Regions from separate parts of the Sus scrofa genome. Here region 1 is linked to region 2. A link is a contact called in public HiChIP or PLAC-seq data. All regions are on one chromosome and are shown on one strand. Each heading gives the region's core, a stretch centred on a gene start, on an enhancer-like site or on the middle of the called end of the contact. The rest is flanking DNA. Distances are from core to core; before and after follow the strand shown.

The links. HiChIP or PLAC-seq counts read pairs in DNA pulled down with a chosen protein or histone mark.
Region 1: an H3K27ac HiChIP or PLAC-seq map of skeletal muscle shows a contact between it and region 2. The contact joins two enhancer-like sites. A contact is called at or near these places in 13 of 47 Hi-C or Micro-C datasets (alveolar macrophages, embryonic fibroblasts, fetal heart ventricle and 6 more) and 2 of 2 datasets of contacts at active chromatin or transcription factors (alveolar macrophages and skeletal muscle).

The regions. Positions count from the first base shown.
Region 1 is chr4:6,919,046-6,922,282 of Sscrofa11.1, reverse strand. No RefSeq gene overlaps it. Among named protein-coding and RNA genes, the nearest start is that of MIR30D, 28 kb to the left of the region's middle. Within about 2 kb of position 1,567, at least 75 of the 83 cell types and tissues checked have an H3K27ac peak or open chromatin away from gene starts, as enhancers often do. A contact at or near this core is called in alveolar macrophages, retroperitoneal adipose tissue, skeletal muscle and 1 more, where this site is marked.
Region 2 is chr4:6,863,106-6,866,432 of Sscrofa11.1, reverse strand. No RefSeq gene overlaps it. Among named protein-coding and RNA genes, the nearest start is that of MIR30D, 84 kb to the left of the region's middle. Within about 2 kb of position 2,027, at least 34 of the 83 cell types and tissues checked have an H3K27ac peak or open chromatin away from gene starts, as enhancers often do. A contact at or near this core is called in alveolar macrophages, retroperitoneal adipose tissue, skeletal muscle and 1 more, where this site is marked.

The sequences.
Region 1 (3,237 bases), core at 318-2,817, 56 kb before region 2:
GAAAGAGGGGGGAAAAAATCGGCAGAAGCACTGGTTATTCACAACCAGCGAGTCCTGGGCTGAGAGCAGTCTTCCAAGTTACTTCCAGAGAAGCTCCTGATTGGTGGGCGGCCCTGGGTCAATGTGATTACTTAACCCTGGCAGTTATAACTAAACTCCACTTTGACGGGCTCCAAAGCTTATTACAAAAAGACGACTGCTTGAGCATATCAAGTACCTCGGTGTCCTGCTTCTATTTTTCTCCCACAGAACCCGGAGCCTGACACCTGAAACTCATCAGACAAAAACATTACCTCGTTTCGGGGCTTTAGAGTTTTGTATTTATTACTCTGCAAGTCCACTGGGCATAGATTCAGTTGGGGGGTGGCGGTGTGAAAGATTAACCCATTTCCTGCATACACAGGGAAGAACTCATGACCATTCAAGCAGTTCCCTCTCTTCCAAGTAACTTTTTTTTTTTTTTAAATCATTTAGTCCAAAAATAACCATAAGCAACAAACATTAAACACTGGCATGGCAACGTTCGCACACCATGCCCTAGTGCTACCCACAGGCAGATGTGTTCAAGTCTGGGTCCCCCCAGGAGGGTCCTCTAGGTCCTTCTTCCTTTCGGGGGCCAGCCAGGCTTCCCCCGAGTTTTTCTGTAAAATCCGCCGCTTTCGCTGGCCCGGGCAAAAGCAGGGCGCCTAGTCCCCCGGGCAGAGTTTCTCCCAACTGCCCAGCAAGCACGTCGTGAGAGCTTCCAGCGGGCCCCCCGCGCGCACCTGGCCCGGCCCCCGCCCCCTCCCCGCGCTGTCCCAAGCCCCAGAGAGGGGCCCACCTGCCTCTCGTCGCCTGTCCCACGCCCGAGTCGCCCAGCCAACTCCTGCCTGGCGGCTGCACTCACGCCTGCCCCGAGCCCCCCACCACTGCGGGGACCGACCCTGAGGGGCAGGGGCGCCCAAAGGGGCCCCGGAACAGGCTGACCCCGCGACGCCCCCCAGAGGCCGGGTCCCGCGCGCCTGTCAGCGCCCCCGGAAGGGGTCAAGCAAGGGGCTGAGCTCGCCAGGTGCCCTCTCCGCTCCTGACACCCTCGCCCCGCCACCGCACTCACCTGGGGGGCTCTAGCCGAGGGGCCAGGCGAGGGGGTCTGGGGTCGCGCCAGGAGGCCGCCAGCCAGCCGCGGCCCCCACCCTCCCGCGCCCGCTCGGGCCGGCGCGCGCCCCGGGCCCGACGCGCGCCTGGAGCGCCGAGGGGGAGGGGGCGCGTGGACGCGCGAGCACCGGGGGGGAGGGGGCGCGGGAGGCGGGGGTAGGGGGCGCGACGAGAGCCGCGGCTCGGCAGCGGCGGCGGCGGCGGAGAGAAAGCGGCCTCAGCCCCGTCCGTCATGGCGCGCGGCGGCGGCGGCGGCGGCGGCGGCAGCGGCGTCGGCTCCCTCTGGCCTCCCGGCTCCCTCGCCTTTAGTTTGACCTTTCCCTCCAGTGTGTCTGAGGGAGAGCGGCGGTGCACGCGCGGGTGCATGTAGCTCTGTATGTGCGCGCGCGCGCGTGGGGAAGGGGCTGGGTTCGCTCGCCGACGCCTGACGTCACTGCCATGGCAACGGGAGCCCCGCCCTTCGCCCCCCGCTTCCTGCCCCTCCTTCTGTGCACGTTCTGGGGCCTCACGTGCTCACCCACACGCACGCACGCACGCACGCTCGGAGCGCGCGCACCCAGAGCGTTACGTGGGGGGGGGAGGGTGGAGGGATCGTCTGGGTCTCCTTGTCGCCTCCCTGAGATCGACCAATCCAGTGAGGAGAAGCGGTGGGCGGGGCGGGCTCGGCTGCCAGAGTGGCGTGAAAAATTTCCCAAGGCAGAGCGAAAATTCTTCCTGACCAATTGAGCGTGCGCAGAGCGAAAAGGGGCGCGTTGCTTGGGAGTTTCGGTGGGAGGAAAGGGGGCGATTCGGTTTTCGAGAGAAGGGAGTCCTGGCCAGTGGTAAAGGGAGGTTAACTGGTATACGAACTGGGATTGCGTGGTGATAGAGTCAGGGAACCCCGGATTGCAGTCTGGCTCAGCCTATTTGCTGTGTGACCTTCGATGAGTTACTTAAACACTCTGAATATCTTGGGTAAAATGGGGCTAGCAAAATCTACCATGGTGGTTGTGAGAATTAAAAGAGAATGTGAAAACCACTTCACCTGACATAGACCCTAGATATTAATACGGAGCCCACAACCTCCATATTTTACAAACGGGGACACAGGACGCAGGGAGATTGAGATTAAGTGATATGCTCAATGTCAGGTAATGGTGAAGACCCAGACTCTTTCCTACATAGCCTTCCTTTAGAGGGGGAAAAACACCACAGAAGAACGTGTAAAGAGCTTCTTTTGTTCTCCGTGGATCTGTTTTTAATCCACACCACCCCCTTCCCATCTCCCAAAAGGTTTAGAACTCTGGACGTAGGGGCTGGACTGCCTTGGTGCAGTTTTGGATGGCAGTTGTTTGGTTCTCAGTTTGACCCCGAACAGCCAACGGAATGGTGCTTTCCTTAGCTCCCTTGGGGAGCCTAAGTTTCTTCTAAGGTTTTGGTGAAAGTGTAAACAGTACCAAGGAGCTCCAGGTCCTCCACAATTTCTAGCTACCTGAGGAAAGATTAACTCCGTTAACCAACATTTACTCAGCGTCCACAGCCCACAAAAGGCTCAGCTGTGCAGGCACCTTAAGTTTCGGACCCACTGTTCACCTCATCATTCCTTAAACTTGTGCTTCTAGTCCTTTCCTCTGACTTAGCACTTAATCACTTACTGCCTCATGTTAGTTCTAAAAGTATGTAGTACTATTTAACTTTAGATTTGCTGTTTACTTTTTAAAAGTATATGTCCGTCTCCTTCCTTGTCTTATAGCCCCTCCTCCCACCACTTTCTTTCCAGGAATTAATTCCCTTAAGCCTTTCAAGTTCTAACTAAAATGTAATCTCTTCCGAGAAGTCTTGCTGGACCTACTCAGAACTAATCAGTCCCTTTTCCCCAGCACTGGGTACACAGCTGGCTTCTGACGCTGTTGTATACTTTGTGTTGGGTCGTTTATGCACTTCACCTAGAGAAAACTTCTCTGGACATCCATGTATGGTTTGACTCTTCCTATCCCCTGCTCCCATGGCATCTTGTGGTGTAATATATCACTTCACACCCATTCCTTTAAGTCTTGATTTATTTGCCTTCTGCATCAGATGTAAAACTCTCTAATGGCAGGAAACATGTTTAGTTCCACTTTG
Region 2 (3,327 bases), core at 778-3,277:
TGGGAGAGGCTAGCTCGGGGTCTTCCTTGCAAATGCATGGCTGGCTCAGGGCTGCTTTGATGGATAGAGGCAATTTTCCTTGGAAATCGGCGGCAATATTGGCAGTTCTGCGGGACATCTATTACCTTTCCTCCTGGAGAGAGCTGTTCCGGGGGCAGTGCGATGGAGCTGTGCTGCTCACGAGGGGGTGGGGAAACAGAAATAACCTACAAGGAAAGACATCTATTTTAATTTTTTGCAGAGTTGCGTCTCCTGCATATGGGTCCAGCCCACTCTTGAGAAGTGGCTCCTTTTGGAAAACAAGGAGGCTTGCAAAGCGCTTGTTAAAGGTAAGGAGATGAAAAGGAGAAGAAACAGAAGCTTGTACAACCAGAACCCAGCACCTTCAGCTGGTTTGGCAGGCCCCCCCCCCAAAATCCAAGAAGCCTTAGTTTCCATCTGAGACCGGAGAGATGCCACTGTTCACCATAGGATGGAAAGTTCTGGGAAAAGGGGGGCACGGTCACCACCCCTACCCTCTCCGAGTTGACAGCTCTGCTAAGGAGACACACACACACACACACACACACACAGCCTCTTGACTCAAGAGCAAGTATCAATAATAACAGCTATCATGTGCTTACTGTACGCCGGTGATTTAAAAGCATCAAGTAATTTAAGGAGTGCCTGTTGTGGCTCACCAGTTTAAGAACCCCACATAGTGTCTGTGAAGATGTGGGTTTGATCCTTGGTCTCACTCAGTGGGTTAAGGATCCAGGGTTGCTGCAAGCTACAGTGTAGGACACAGATGTGGCTCGGATTTGGCATTGCTGTGGCTGCGGAGGAGGCCGGCAGTTGTAGCTCTGATTCGACTCCTAGCCTGGGTACTTCCATATGCCACAGGTATGGCCCTAAAAAGACCGAACTCCCCCCCCAAAACCAAAAACCAAAAAAACTGGGATCTTAATGTCAAATCATCACAGCCTTGGATGATGAGAAGGAGGGGCATTCCAGGGAGAGGAACCTGCCTGGGCCGGCCCACCTCGAGGGCGGGAAGGGTGTGTGTTTCCTCCGAGCCTGGTCCGTGGGGGGTGTGGCAGGGGTGAGGTCGGTTTGGCGGGTGGGGAGGCTGGGAGGCGGGGCCTCGTATGTCACAGGGAGGAGTTAGGATTTCTTGTAAGTGCCTTAGGAAGCCTTGGAGGCTGGGAGCAGGGGAGGGACCAGAGGAGCTGCTGTCCTTTTGCTGCCACCAGTCCCTCCGCTGTGGCGCATGTGTGAGCCTTCGAGGCTGCTAGTGTAGTGTAGCCTGAAGGTCAGGGCCCTGATCATGGAATGAGAAGAGCTGTTCCACTCATCCTCTTGTTCTCCATCCAGTAAGCGTTCCTTGGGCACCAGCCACAGCCCAGCTCTTTGCTTGGCCCCGAGGATACAGCAGGGGCTGGGGTGTGTCCCTGGCCTCCAGCAGCTCCTGTTATGGGGACCCAAGGAAACTACTGACCCAGGACCAGTCAGCAGAGATGGAAAGTCAGCTCCCCGGATGGGTTCGGGACAGAGGCAAATGAGCTGCTGGTCTTTCACAGGATGTACCTGAGACAAGTTGGAGCATCAGTCATTTTCTCACTGCTAAGAGATCTTAACTAAAATAACACAAATACTTACAAGCCAATGGAATAAATATTAGCGGAACCACTATGTTTGTCCGGTTATGGGGACTCAGAGAGAAGGTGGTCCTGGAAGAGGAGGAGAAAGGGTTGGAGGCATGGATCGTGGCGGAGAGAACAGGTTGCTGGACCCTCTTACTAGGAGCTGAGGAGGGAGGAACCCAGGGCGATGAGGTCAGGCTTGGAAAAAAAATCCTGTTATCCTGCCTTACAAATGTTGCGGTCTCACATTTCGGCCAACACCCTTTCACAGGCAGAGGTCTTAGGGAGGCTCAGAACTAACCAAGTCCCCAGCAGCTAGAAACTTACAAGACCTTGCTGACCCCTGGGCCCCCTGTAAAGAAAATGCAAAACCAAAACCAAAAGCAACTTTCTTCCCCAAATCATGTTATAGTGCCCTCTTGTGGCCTAGTGTGAAATGACAACCCTGCAGTTCTCAAACCAAACCTTGCATTGTTCTCCACTCTGTTTGCTTAGTAATAAGTATTTACTGGGCTTCATGGCTTGTACTTCCCCTGGGCAGACCAGGCAAACGTCCTGATGTTCTCCGATATTTCCATCCACAAATAACGGCTGCCTACTCAGGTGTTATCACTTCTCCGCGCATTTTTCGCTGCTCTGTTGAGAAGCCACTACTGCAGGCAGGGCTTTTCAACACCTGCCTTGCATTGGAGAGGTACCTGTATTTCCCGTATTCCCAGGCACACCAGGAGCCTCCGGACGGCGGAGAGTCAGACTGAGTTCCCTCTGCGTCTGGTAGAATGGAAGAATGTTAACCAGAAAAGAAAGCAGGGTGTGTGGGACACAGTTCACCAAAAAAGAGACCTATAGTTCTTTTTTTTAATGTTTAACTAAACATTTCTAAATTGAAGTACAAAAAAATTGAAGTATAGTTGATTTATGACGTTGTGTTAGCTTCAAGTGTTATTTATCTAATTATATATATATTCTTTTCCCAAATCTCTGTAATAGGTTATTACAAGACATTGAGTATAGTTCCCTGTGCTATATAGTAGGTCCTTGTTATTTATTGTTTTTATATATAGTGGTGTATAGGGACATATATACATACTTTATTTATTTACTTATTGGTTTTTTTTTTTGGCTGCACCTGAAGAATATGGAAGAGTCCAGGCTTAGGGGTCGAATCGGAGCTGCAGCTGATGACCTACAGCACAGCCACAGCAACGTCACATCTGAGCTGTGTCTTGGACCTACACGGTAGCCCATGGCAATGCGGGATCCTTAACCCACTGCTCGAGGCCAGGGATCGAACCCGTGTCCTCATAGATACTACTCGGGTTTGTTACTGCTGAGCCACAATGGGAACTCCAGGGACATACACTTCTGTTCTAACCTTTTTTCTTTGCTGAGCTTCATGGGAGAAGAGGAAACTGTCAAGGGAGGCAGCCCCTGCTGCAGATGTGGCAGGACCGCCTAACAGTGAGGGCTGAAGAGACTCCAGTGCTTAATCTTTCTGCACCTCAGTTTATTTTTCTGTCAAGTGGAGATGATGGCAGCTACTGCCCGGACAGCTGAGCGGGCACTAGCCGAGCTCCTGCATGGGACACACGTGCCACTGTCTAGACCGGCCCATGGGAATACGACAGAATAACGATGACCTTGGTTTGCAGGGAAGATGGCCTGATAATCCCTATAAAGCCCTAGCACACAGCCCAGCATCACA